Regions from separate parts of the Sus scrofa genome. Here all the other regions are linked to region 3. The links are chromatin contacts, called in public Hi-C and HiChIP or PLAC-seq maps. All regions are on one chromosome and are shown on one strand. The core of a region is the stretch at or near the end of the contact, and the rest is flanking DNA. Distances in the headings are between cores, read along the strand shown. Region 1 holds the start of ZNF512 (zinc finger protein 512). Region 2 holds the start of PREB (prolactin regulatory element-binding protein). Region 3 holds the start of SNX17 (sorting nexin-17). Region 4 holds the start of SLC5A6 (sodium-dependent multivitamin transporter).

What was found. Hi-C and Micro-C count contacts between places; a contact is called where the count stands out from the background. HiChIP or PLAC-seq counts read pairs in DNA pulled down with a chosen protein or histone mark.
Region 1: a Hi-C map of heart right ventricle shows a contact between it and region 3, with 3 times the contacts expected there. The contact joins the promoter of ZNF512 here to the promoter of SNX17 in region 3. A contact is called at or near these places in 1 of 47 Hi-C or Micro-C datasets (heart right ventricle) and 1 of 2 datasets of contacts at active chromatin or transcription factors (alveolar macrophages).
Region 2: an H3K27ac HiChIP or PLAC-seq map of alveolar macrophages shows a contact between it and region 3. The contact joins the promoter of PREB here to the promoter of SNX17 in region 3. A contact is called at or near these places in 1 of 5 promoter capture datasets (liver), 3 of 47 Hi-C or Micro-C datasets (heart right ventricle, liver and mesenchymal stem cells) and 1 of 2 datasets of contacts at active chromatin or transcription factors (alveolar macrophages).
Region 4: a contact with region 3 is called in a Hi-C map of skeletal muscle, with 4 times the contacts expected there. The contact joins the promoter of SLC5A6 here to the promoter of SNX17 in region 3. A contact is called at or near these places in 1 of 5 promoter capture datasets (liver), 4 of 47 Hi-C or Micro-C datasets (heart right ventricle, liver and skeletal muscle) and 1 of 2 datasets of contacts at active chromatin or transcription factors (alveolar macrophages).

The regions. Positions count from the first base shown.
Region 1 is chr3:111,604,520-111,607,496 of Sscrofa11.1, reverse strand. It overlaps ZNF512 (zinc finger protein 512), which reads left to right and starts at 1,667. Exons shown (of 14, transcript XM_003125288.5): 1 at 1,667-1,816; 2 at 2,336-2,394. The coding sequence starts at 1,787. C3H2orf16 reads left to right here. Exons shown (of 1, transcript XM_005653049.2): 1 at 1-1,597. The coding sequence ends at 1,234.
Region 2 is chr3:111,990,926-111,993,939 of Sscrofa11.1, reverse strand. PREB (prolactin regulatory element-binding protein) reads right to left here and starts at 1,576. Exons shown (of 9, transcript XM_003125297.4): 1 at 1,212-1,576; 2 at 442-634; 3 at 31-251. The coding sequence starts at 1,346. It overlaps PRR30 (proline-rich protein 30), which reads right to left. Exons shown (of 2, transcript XM_021088424.1): 2 at 2,454-3,014.
Region 3 is chr3:111,780,218-111,783,147 of Sscrofa11.1, reverse strand. It overlaps SNX17 (sorting nexin-17), which reads left to right and starts at 1,603. Exons shown (of 16, transcript XM_021087689.1): 1 at 1,603-1,849; 2 at 2,313-2,387. The coding sequence starts at 1,787. It overlaps EIF2B4 (a long non-coding RNA gene), which reads right to left and starts at 1,487. Exons shown (of 13, transcript XR_002342807.1): 1 at 1,358-1,487; 2 at 943-986; 3 at 564-699; 4 at 165-369.
Region 4 is chr3:111,917,626-111,920,719 of Sscrofa11.1, reverse strand. It overlaps SLC5A6 (sodium-dependent multivitamin transporter), which reads right to left and starts at 1,417. Exons shown (of 18, transcript XM_021087700.1): 1 at 1,373-1,417; 2 at 211-277. ATRAID (all-trans retinoic acid-induced differentiation factor) reads left to right here and starts at 954. Exons shown (of 8, transcript XM_003125294.4): 1 at 954-1,211; 2 at 1,920-2,041. The coding sequence starts at 1,113.

The DNA of each region.
Region 1 (2,977 bases), core at 418-2,917, 180 kb after region 3:
TCTCAAAACTACAACTAGCCAGCCTTTGGATCTTGTTCAAAATGACAGTAGTAGCAGAGCTAAGAAAACCTTTAAGAGAAATGAAATTTCTGGCCAGGAGGCCAAGAACTGCAAAACAGGAACCAGAGTTCATGTTGGAGGGAGACTCCTGTCTGGTTTCCCTATGAAGAGAACCTTAATCAATCACTTTAAAGAGAAACCCACACACAAGGAACGAAACCACCACAGCTTCTGTAGGGAAAGAACCCTATGTAATTCTTGTGGAAAGAGCCAATATAGTCCTGCTGAGAGGGGCCATCACAGTGCCTCTGAAAGAAGCCATCCAAGTGCCTCTGGGAGGGGCCATCGCAGTCTCTCTGAGAGGAGCCATCTCAGTGCCTCTGAGAGAAGCCATCTCAGTGCCTCTGGGAGGGGCCATCGCAGTCTCTCTGAGAGGAGCCATCTCAGTGCCTCTGAGAGAAGCCATCGAAGTGCCTCTGGGAGAGGCCATCGAAGTCTCTCTGAGAGGAGCCACCTCAGTGCATCTGAGAGAAGCCATCGAAGTGCCTCTGGGAGAGGCCATCGAAGTCTCTCTGAGAGGAGCCATCTCAGTGCATCTGAGAGAAGCCATCGAAGTGCCTCTGGGAGGGGCCATCGCAGTCTCTCTGAGAGGAGCCATCTCAGTGCCTCTGAGAGAAGCCATCGAAGTGCCTCTGGGAGAGGCCATCGAAGTCTCTCTGAGAGGAGTCATCGCAGTGCCTCTGAGAGGGGCCATCAAAGTGCCTCTGAGAGAGGCCATCTCAGTGCCTCTGAGAGGAGCCATCGCAGTCTCTCTGAGAGGAGGTGTCGCAGTCCCTCTGAGAGGAGGTGTCGCAGTCCCTCTGAGAGGAGGTGTCGCAGTCCCTCTGAGAGGAGGTGTCGCAGTCCCTCTGAGAGGAGGTGTCGAAGTCCCTCTGAGAGGGACAGTCGTGGTCTTTCTGAGAAAAGCAGTCACAGTCCCTCTGAGAGGAGAGGACACAGCACTTCTGAAAGGAGAGAGCACTGGCCCTCTGAGAGGAGCAGGCACAGTCATTCTGAGAGGAGTGGACATAGTCATTCTGAGAGGATCCACCTCAGTCCCCTTGAGAGACTCAAGCACAGCTCTCCCAGGGCGAGGCCCAGACATCATCTGTATAAAGAGTTCAAGAGTAATTCAAACATGTCTCCTAGAGACCACAGCACAACACCCCAAAGTAGGGCAAATCGGGAGGCCTGACGCTCCTAGATGGGAAGAGACCTATCCCCCTCATTCATTGCCTCACCCAAGTCTCCACCAAGCTGCCCTTTCCCGGCTTCTTTCCTGCTCAGCCCCGGCCTCCACTTCCAGTGCCCACAGCGAACTTCTAACGTCTACCTGAGGGGAGGGAGGTTGGGAACGGGTCTGCCATTTCCCTAAGATAAATAAAGGGGCAATAAGTGATCTCCCTGTGCATCTGGAAAGACCACTCGTCGTGCCAGATGGAGCATTGGGGGGTGGAGAGGGAGAAGGGGTCGTGCAAATACAGAGAACCAGAGGGCAGGGCACTGCAGCCACCCAGTTTCCCAGGTCCCACAGCGCAGTCCCCGGGCGGGGTCTCGGGAGAAGGGGGAGGGCTCGTCACGTGACTCGCCCCTGCGCGCAGCCCCCTCGGAAGCCGCTAGGCGGAAGTAGACTTTCGGAGCCGGGCTCGCGGCGCCGACTCCACATCCGGGAGCGGAGAGGAGAGCGGAAGTGGCGTTGATCTGGCCGGAGCCCTTGGGTGAATTTGTTAGGCGTGGAGAGGGAGTGATGTCTTCCAGACTCGGTGCAGTACCCGCCGTGAGTTTCTCGGTTTGACCGTTCCGCCTTAGGGGTCGCGCTGTCGAGCCCTCCACACGCGGTCCCCTCGCTTTTGTCCCCTGCTCACAGTTGGTTTTATCAGAGCTCATCGTAGGCCCCACCCTTCTAGGTCAGATCTACCCGGTCCCCTCTTTTTTCCCCCCACTTTGTGCTGCCTGTTCCCCACCCCCTTGGACTCAGTTCCCGGTCAGATTACCGTTAGTCTCTATTCCTTTTACATCCCCAATGCCTCCCATATCCGTTGTCCTCTCTTTCCGCCTCCCTTTTAGAGCCCCAGGACAGGGCTTTGAGAATGGGGGGAGATGAAGGCTCTGGTGTTGTCACCTGCCTTGACCCTGCAGGAAGATTGGGAGGCACACTTCTCCTAAAAAGTCTTGCCCTCTGTTTGAGGTAGTAGCCTCCGGGAGAGATTCATTTCTTGGCACAGGGGGGAGCCGTCTTTTTGTGGTCAAGGAGCAGAGGTCCCTAGCTTTCACTCATGTGCTTGCAATTTGCTAGACCCCGGGACCCACATCCTTTAAGCAGCAGAGGAGCGCGAGAATCGTGGGAGCTAAGAAGTAAGTGAGGTTTTCTGCGATCGTTTTACAATTGTGTAGCCAGCGTTGTTCAGTAGAACTTACTGTGATGATTCAAGTGTTCTGTATCAGTACTGTCCAGCACTGTGGCCACTAGCCACGTATGACTTTGGAATGCTTGAAATGTAGCTAGTGTGACTGAGGAACTGAATTTTAAGTTGTGTTTAATTTAAACTTAAATTTAAGTAGTCACCTGTGGCTCGTGGCCACCTGATTGCAAACTTAGCTTGCCAAAAAAAAAAAAAAAAAAAGTACCAATTATAAAATCGGGACGGGTGACTCACTGTAGCCCACTGCGTTTCTTCATATGTCACCATATATGTACTCATGAATACATTGATGAACTTGGGAAGAATCGATAAAAATGGACTGTAAGAAATCCTTATATTTTCAAACTACTTGGTTTCAAGACTGGTTTATTACGTTATGTACTGAATGTGCTAAGCTTTTCCATACGTGTTAATACAAAAAAGATTCTCGTTAATGAGATACTAATTGGAAGGAATTAATTCATATAACATTTATTAAATGTCTGCTATGTGCCAGCGGTGGTTGGTTAGATATA
Region 2 (3,014 bases), core at 327-2,826, 210 kb before region 3:
AACACCCTGTGACCTCCCCAAACCACACACCTTCCAGACACGAACGTAGCCATCTGTCCCTCCAGTGGCAAGCAGGGTAGCATCATGGTTGAAGCGTACAACTTTCTGCAGTGGGTCAGGGCTGAAGTCTGTCTGCACGGCCTGCAAATTCTCTACGCTGAATTCTAACCCCTCCTGGTGGGTTTCAGCTCCAGACTTCTTCTCTGCTGGGGCAGCCCCTTTCCTCTGTCGAGGCCCCTGCTCCTTGGAAGCTGCAACACAAACAACCTGCCACGTTCCACGCTTCTGGAGTAAGCGGAACCGGTCCCCCTCTCCAGGGGTGACCCTCGAGCTTCTGGCCTCTGCTACCATAACCCTGCCTCCAGCCCCCACTTCTTCAGAGACCAAGGCGAAAGAGATCTTACTTAACCCTTTGCCCAAAGCTAGAGAGGGGGCTCTCACCTGCCTTCTCTGCCTTGTTTTTGCCCTTCTGCTGTTGGGTCTGGAAGCGCAAGAGCTGACAGCGGGCATCCTGCCCTGCAGCAAGGATGTTGCCAGCCAGCGCCAAGTTCATGGTGGCGCGAGTCTCCGTGTCATGGGAGTGGAGCAGAGAGGCACTGAGGTGCCCATGAATCCGCTCTAGCTGCAGAAAGTGCTGTGGGAGAGGGAACCAGGGTGAGCAAGGCTCAGAGGGCACCTCGAGGCCAACTTTCCTCTTATGGTCTGATGCCCTACCCCTTGCTTACTGCACCTTCTACTTCAAAACTTTTTCCAACTTTTTTTTTTTTTTTTTTTGAGCCTCACGAGGCTGGACAGCAAGCAAGGTTGGCTGGTCACCTCTAGTTTGCAGAACAATAGGCTGACGCCCAGAAAAGTGAAAACACTTAGTTTATGCTGCACTCTCGCCGCTGCTAGAGGGCAGACAGACAAGCCCAGGTGGCCACCCTGGAAAAAGCCGGGATAAGACCCCTAGAACTGAGCCTGAGGTTGAGTCGAAAGGTTCCTGCCTAGGCAGCGCTATGTGCAGCTTTCACTTTACCTTAGGAGTCTTTCAATTGACCGGTGAGCGAGTTCTCGACTGAAACTCGCGCCGGGACGCCCGGCAAGCCCAGCATTCCCACCCGAGAGAGAGGAAGGGTCCGAAGCAAGAGTGCGGCCCGCCCCCGAGACCCTCCCAGAATCGCCCTGAGCCCGCGGCGCGCGACCCGGCCCCAGGGGCCCTGTACTCTCACCACGCCGTTCTTTATACCGGTCTTGGCAGCACCTCCTCCGCCCGCCGCGATGAGCAGCCCCGCGCTTGGCTCGACCTGAAGCGCGTACAACGGGAACGGGGCCCGGTACAGCTCTGGCGCCCGGCGTCGACCCATCCCGCTCGCCGCGCGCCTCACTGCCTGCGTCGAGGCACCCGGGACATGCCGCGCCCGGCCTTCGACTGTGGTTCCGGCCGCGGCTGACGTCGGTCCTGTGGCCGCCAGAGGACCCCAGACCCCTCTCCCTGCCACCGGGAAGCCGAAACCGTAACCACACACAAGGATCCCTGTCACTGCCCCGGGCCGGCAAACCCGGTCTCGCCAACGCGCAGTGCGCAAGCGCAGCGAGCCCGCTCTCCCCGCGCAGGCGCAGGGCGGCCCATACGCGTCAGCACTAGCCGGCCGCGGGCAGGCGGAACCTCCGCGCCGGGATTCCGTTCTCCGCCCGCGTTGGGACGACGGGTTCCGCCATCTTTTTGCGGGAACGTACCCGCCTCACGGAAGCATCTTTGGTGGTTCTGGAGCAGCAGGGGAAGCTAATAAAGGTTCAGGGACGTGAATAAACCTTCAATAAAGAAATTCTTGAATCAGGACAGTCCACACCTCAGGAGTGACACGCAGACTCGTCAAGCGCAGCCTCTGCGTTTTACCCCCGAGATGAAGTCTTTGTCCCAGGTCACACTCCGGAAATGTGACTTGTGTCCCCTGCCTCTTAACCGAGGCAGCGTGGACTTTAAAAACAGACCTGGCTTCAAACATGGAATCCACCGCTTTCTGTTATGAGAAAACCGCTCCCTGCCCTAACAACACCGGCCCTCTTCCTTGGCGGAGGTGGGTGCTGGCCATTCTGAAGGCTCTGCACCTGCTCCTCCGGCTGGGGGTTTGTGGGTGGGGGCTGCTCCCCTCTGATACCCTCAGAGGGCGGCCACTCGACCACCAGGCAGGGCAGGTTTTGGCCTGGCCCCCTACCCTTCCGAGGGGTCTCTGGGGTTTCTGATCACGGTAGTGAAGGTGATGCCAGAAAGATGATACCCGAATCGGGGTTCTTGTTCACGGCAGTCAAAGAATGAACTCTGCGAACACACAGGCAGCAAGCAAGCAAAGTTTTTATTAAAGGCAGGTAGATCGCTCCCAGGGTTGCTGGGAGGGGGGAGAGGAGCCCCCTTTCTCTATTGTCCTATAGGGGGTTTTATTCCTTAAAGTTGGGGGGGTACCAAGGTGGGGCCCAGAGAGATGTGGTCTTCTCCCATTGGCCTTGCTTAGTTATGTATGTCAGTCCTTGTCCAATAGGGTCCTAGGGATGGAAATGTCCCGTGAGTCTCAGAGTTTCTTTGTCCTCTTCTTTCCGTAAACTGAGTCACGGGGGATTAGGGATTAATGTCCATCTGGGGGTAGGTACATTCCCTATAATAAACAAGGGCTGTGGGGATGTTACTCCCTGGAGCCCTTAAGCCACACATGTTAATATCACAGAATGCGTGGAAGCCCATGCTCCTACACTGACTACCTGAGTTAACATTCTGCCTCAAGGGTGCTATGTTTCTTCGTGTGAACGCTAGGCCTGCCCTTCCCTGCAAGGAGTCCCCTCCTGCTGCTCCCCTGGCCACATGGGCCTGAGTCCTTACAACCTAAGGTGCAGTGAGAGGAGGGGGCCCAGTGGCTTCATCTCTAAGGATGCTATTATCTGTCCACCGAATTGAATTGTGTGAAGGGCCTGACAGAGCCCTCTGCACATCTCAGATCCATGTGGGTCCCTTGCCCTCCTCAGGTTCATGGCATCCACTC
Region 3 (2,930 bases), core at 354-2,853:
AAAGACAAAGTAAAAATAAAAATAAACAGGGGGAGGACAAGGTTGGGGAGAGAACTGGGAACCAAGGCGAAGAATGGGAGAGAAGAGCTGCTTTTCAGTGGGGAAGCCCTAGCTAACTCAGGAATGGAGAGCCAACAGAGGTCTTGAAACGATGGGAAAATACCTGAGGGGTTTCTCCAGCTGTGCTGGGGCAGGACTGAGGAGGGGGCCCTCCTTGTTCCCCTTTTCTTGCCTGCTTCAGGGCCCGCTCAGCCTCTTGCTTCGCTCGCCGTTCAGCTCGAAGTTCAGCTTTACTCCGACCTGCTGGAATTTTCTCCTTGGCAGTGCCCAACTGACTGTCCGGTCCTGGCAGGTCTTTGGTCGGGCCTACTAAGGGTAGATGGAAGAGGTGCCCAAGCTCCAGGCAGGTACTATCTATGCCCCAACCAAAGCTTCTTTTCTGTTTATCTAAACTTTGTCTCTCTTCACTTGTTCCAACCAACTTTGTCCTGTCTCCCCTTCTTCTCTCCCGCCACATCCCTTTACCAGCTCCACAGCCCAGCCCTTTAAAAAAGCCCCCGCACCTTGACATTGGGCTGCAGACACAGCAGAGCCAGTTTCTGGTTCTGTCCCCTTTTCCTCCTTCCGTTTCTTCTTTTGCTGTTTCTTTTCTTTCCGAAGCTGCAGCTTTTCTTCTTGGGTCATCTCCCTCCCCCCTGCCTAAGACACAGACATAAATACTGCTTTTTCCCAACCATTTCAAAAAACGAATAAACACTACAGGATTCCCAAAAGGTCCCTAATGCTCCTTAACTCTTACCAGCTACCTGTTACAAGCTAACAGCCCACAGGGATGGAAGCCTTTCCCCCAGGATCGCAGTCACATTACCAATAAGGCTTATAAGTTGACACTGCCTCCTGCGTAGCGCTTGACAGGCGGCTTGGGAGGGCACCCTCACTTACCCCTGGCCGAGAAGCAAGCTCCGCCTTCATCCCAGATCCCGAGTCTGCATCAGAAAACAGGGCACAAAGTGAATCAGAGAGGTTCCGGAAGGGTTTAGAGGGGCTCGTACTCGACGCAGCTGGCTGCTGGGTCCGCATGACCACGGCTCCTCCACCAGGCGGGAGGTGAGCCAGGGATCCGCGTGGGGACGCAGTGCGCAGCAGGATCAAAGGCGGCGGGGGGAGGAGAGAGCACGCACCCTTCCCGCAGGAACAGGCCGACGCGCAGGGCGGAGTGCGTCCGAGACACCGCGGACCAGATTCCCGCGCGGTGCCGGAACCGAACGACAGGGCCGAGAGGGGCTCGGGGCCCAGCCGTAGCCTCCCAGGGCCTGGCGGCTCGCGTACCTGTTTGTGCGGCCGCCCCTTCACTCACCCTCGCGAACAGCCACAGCCACAGCAGCCATCACCCGTCCTAGGCTCCGCCCGCTGCAGTCACAGGGACCAGAGCGCCCCCAAGGCCGACAGCTGCGGAGCGCAGCTCCCCCACCCAGAGGACTACAAGCCCCGACGTGCTCTGCGGCTCCGCCCGGGCTATGGGTCGCGATAAGGGCCCAGTCAAACCTGGGTTCCCAATCCCGGCAGTAGGCTCTTGCCCTTTAGACTACAGTTCCCAGGATTCCCCGGGAAGCTGCGCCCCAGAGCGGACGTCTCCAGTCCTTCCCTCCTCGGATCTCAACGGCCGCCCCCCCCGCCCAAAAATGGCGAGCGAAGCTTCGGGGACGCGCTGAGTAGCGGAGGCGAGCGTGCAAAGCCACTGCGGCCCTCACAGTTCGGAGCCCGGCCGGGCCCTGCCGCAGGGAACATGCACTTTTCCATTCCTGAAACCGAGTCCCGCAGCGGGGACAGCGGCGGCTCCGCCTACGTGGTGAGGAGCGGCCGGAGCCCGGCCGGGCAGGGGCGGGGATAACGGGCCGGAGCCCTCCGAGCGGCCTCCGAGGTCTGGCCGCCGCCTTTCGGGCCTGGTCACTGGCCGCCAACTCCCGATGGCCTCGCTGGGAGCTTATATTACGTCTCAGATTCGTCCAGAGGTCTCCCCAGCTCCTGTAGGTCCTTTGTTCCGCCGCGTCACCTCCCTCGACTGGGCCGCGGCTACTCTGGTGGGCGTCACTGGCCTCTTGGGGAGGAAGACTCCAGCCCGAGCGCCCGGGTTTCCCCGGGACCGGTCCTTCTGCTTTGGGACCTGGCTCCGGGGCAAACAGACTGGCAACCTTCGGAAGATCTCGGCGCCTTAATCAGGCAGAGCTGTGCCAGGCAACTTCCGGCCAGGGTTCTCAAGGGGGTCGCCCAGACCGCGACCTTAAAATGCTTGCCTGTTTTTGTGTCCTCAGGCCTATAACATTCACGTGAATGGAGTCCTGCACTGTCGAGTGCGCTACAGTCAGCTCCTGGGGCTGCACGAGCAGGTGGGACTAGCACTCCTGCCTTGAGGCAGCTTCAAGCCCTTTCCTACACCTGGGCATCAGTGTCTCCATTTTCCCCCTCGTCGCTTTCCCGGGGGCTGTAGTTCCCTTTTACTCACTACCATAATCACTGCCATGTTGGATCTGGTGCTTTATCTTACCATCGTCTGACATTTCCAGGGGACTCCCCACGAATCTGCGCCTCTAACTGCGCCTCCCTGTACTAACATCCTCCTTCCTGCTTCTTGGTCCCCTCCTTACACAGCCTGTACACTGCCTTTGTCCGTGCATGGAGAAACCGACGACCCTTCCCCGCTCCACTGCCAAAGCACTTTCCCTCTGTCATCTGAGCTGCCACTTGAAACTCTCTTCCCTGCTCATACAAACCATTCACCAGTTTCCTTCTGTGTTCCTTGACTCACCTGAGTGGGTGTAGCTGTTCCAGTTATCCGTATGTGTCGATGATGTAATGTTTCTCCGTTCTCCACACCAAATTGTGAGCTCTGTATTTAACTCAGTACAGCGTCCTGGTTCTATTCATAACTG
Region 4 (3,094 bases), core at 168-2,667, 140 kb before region 3:
AAATCCTTTCAGAAGCTTCCTGACACCTGGGGCTAGGTGGAAGGGAAGCCTGGCTCCTTAAGATAAGCGTTGGTTAGCTTTGATGAACTCCTGATGGCCCTAACCAAAGCCAACACTCAGTCCCTCCCAGCACACGGCTCGCTCTCACTCTCGGTGCCCTTCAGTCAAGGCCCCAGGGCCAACCAGGTACAGCACTCGTCTTACCCTTACCTCCGCCGCCCAGCCAAGGCTAAGAAGGTCCCGTGGTTCTTCCCGAGTTCTGCATCACTCTTTTTTTCTGGCAAACAAAGAAGATGAGGAATTAGGGAAGCATCTCGCCTTCCCCTATCTCCCTGCCAGGGCACCAGACACCGCGTGGTTTCAGGACGGAGGTGAAAAAGCGTGCCTCGGGTGTCCCCAGGCTCCTCTCCTCCCAGGGGGTTTGCCCTTAGCCCTTCGCTCCTCCATCTCCCTTACCCTCTTTACTTTCTAGCTTCTCTCCTCCCCTCCACAGGCGAGGCGGCGGGACCACTACCACCTCGCCCGGGGCACCTCCGATCTTCCCGGGCCACCACGCTCGGGGCCGACTCATCCCGCCCCTTCTCTCCCGCCCCTCCCCTCCCTACGCCACTCTCCTGAGCCTCTATGCTCCGGCCCAGCCCCTTGCGGCCCGCCCTCGTCCCGCCCACCTGCCGGGTCTCCGCAGGAGGGTCCGGGCCGGTCCCGCCGCGCCTGGCCGGGTGACAGCAGGGTCCCGCCCCCTGCCCGCCCCCGCCGCGCCGCCATGTTTACTGAGGGCGGAAGAATCGGCCCCAAGGCGCTGCGGCGACGCGACCTCGGCGTCCAGGCTGGAGGAACGCGGGGCTGAGAGAGCGGTCGTGGGGAGAGCCTTCATGTAACAGGGAAAAGAAGGGGCGGTCTGGCCCCCCAAAGGAGGACGAAGGCCCACAAAGAAGAGCGCTGGCCTCCGCGCGCTACGGCAACCCCCAGCCGGCGGACTGGCCGAGCCGGCTGACTGGCCGGGCCGACGGACCGCTCAACTAGCCACACCCCCGGGAAGGGCCAGAGGCGGTGGGGGCGGGGCCACACGCTCAAGTCTCGCGATCAGCTGAGAAGGACGGAGGGAGCAGAAAATGGCCCGTCCCGGTTTCCGCAGTCCCTCGAGCTTGGTGCCCCGGGCTGCAGCCCTGCTCCTCGTTCTGAGCGTGCCAAGGGCTTTGGCGTTACCCGAGGTACTGAAGCAAATTAGAGGCTGGGTTGAAACAGAGTTGCTCGCCGGCCCTCGGCTCTCCCCTCTTGGCCTCTCCCCTGCCAGCCCGCAGCCCGGATTTCGTCCCTGGGGCCTCCCTAGCGTAACCCAGTCGGCTCCACGGCTCCACGCCGGAGTACTCACGCTGCTGTCTCCCAGCGCCTCCGCGCTGCCGATGTCCAAAGACCTTTGAAATTTGACCTCCTCCCTCCTCAATGTTTGAGTAACTTTTAAGTTTTTCTTTCTACCAACAAGTCCTCTGGTTATTCTGCAAAATCACGACGCACGAACGCCGTATACCCTGCGGTGGCTGGACTGTACGTTCTGTTATGCTTGATGAGATCTTTGTGTACCTGCAGTCCTTTTATACCCGGTCAAATCGCGGCTGGCAGATTGAGAAGTCATTGGAGAGGGCATAATAAATATGTTCCAATAGTAATTCTCAAAGATGAGGTCCTTCCCTGGATGAGATCTGGTACAGAAATTCTCTGGTGCCCTGTTTTGGCACCTGGCTCCAGAAACGCTGTCTTCTAGTAAATCTGACGTAAAGGTAGGACACGTCTATGCCCTGAGTTAGAGGAATTCTAGACTGGCAGTTAATTTTTGGTCCCTGTTTTGTTTTTGTTTTTGTTTTTGTTCTTTTCCCTTGGCTTTTCTTTCTGGAGTCCTAATAGTTTTATCTCTTCTGCAGATATGCATCCAGTGTCCAGGGGATGTGCAAAATTTGTCAGAAGTGGCCCTTTATTGTAAACAGACACCAGAGCTAATGCTGCAAGGCCGCTGCTGCCTGAATGGGAAGGGCACCATCCTGGGGTGAGGAAGGAGAAGACATCTCTGGATATTGGAAAAGAGTTCCCAAACTGGATTCTTCAACGCTTGCCTGATTGGCTTTTAGGATAACTATTGGTACCTATTTTGGAGGCCTCTAAACTATGAGTCTCAGACTTTAAATCTGTTATAGCATTTTTGGCTAAGTAAACTACCCTGTGGCGCTTCCTGGTTGAAATGAGTAAATGTCGTAATATTTGCCTTTTCTTTTTTAAAAGTCTTTATGGCTTTGTTTAAAAAAAAAATTCTTTCTTTATTATCAGCTCTTTGGCTCATTTACTATGTGTCTCCAAGAAATGACTTCTTTGGCCTCCAGGACACTATGTGATATGATTTTGTTCTCTTTCTTATTAATTCCTGTTTGTGTTTAAGGCAAATTCTTCCTCTTGTCTCTTTATGCAGATTAGCTTCTGCGTAGTTTTCCCTATACACTCTTTTTTTTGGGGGGGGGCTCATCTGCGGCATACGTAGGTTCCCAGGCTAGGGATTGAATAGGAGCTGAAGCCACTGGCCCAGGCCACAGCCACAGCAATGCAGAATCTGAGTTGCGTCTGTGACCACCACAGCTCACGGCAATGCTGGATCCTTAACCCATTGAGCAAGGCCAGAGATCAAACCCACATCCTTGTGGATACTAGTTGGGTTTGTTAACTGCTGAGCCATGACAGGAACCCTCCCCATACACGCTTGACAATCCACCCTTTTATTACGGCTTCAACCATTATGCAGGTATCTCCTAAAACTAGATCTCTTTTAGTATCCTTTGATCTCTCTGTTAGCTCCAGGTACATGTGGGTACCATCAATTCCTATTAAACTTTTCCTCTCTTCAGACACAAGATGTCAGATGTCTTGCTTCCATTCTCCTCTTTCCCTGATCTACCTAAATTCTTTATATTAAACTTTCTGAAACCAACTTTTCTCCATTATTACTCTCTGGCTTTAAAATTAGGCTTAGGGAGTTCCCACCATGGCACAGTGGTTTAAGAATCTGACTGCAGCCGCTAGGGTCTCTTGAGAGGCTCAGGTTCAATCCCTG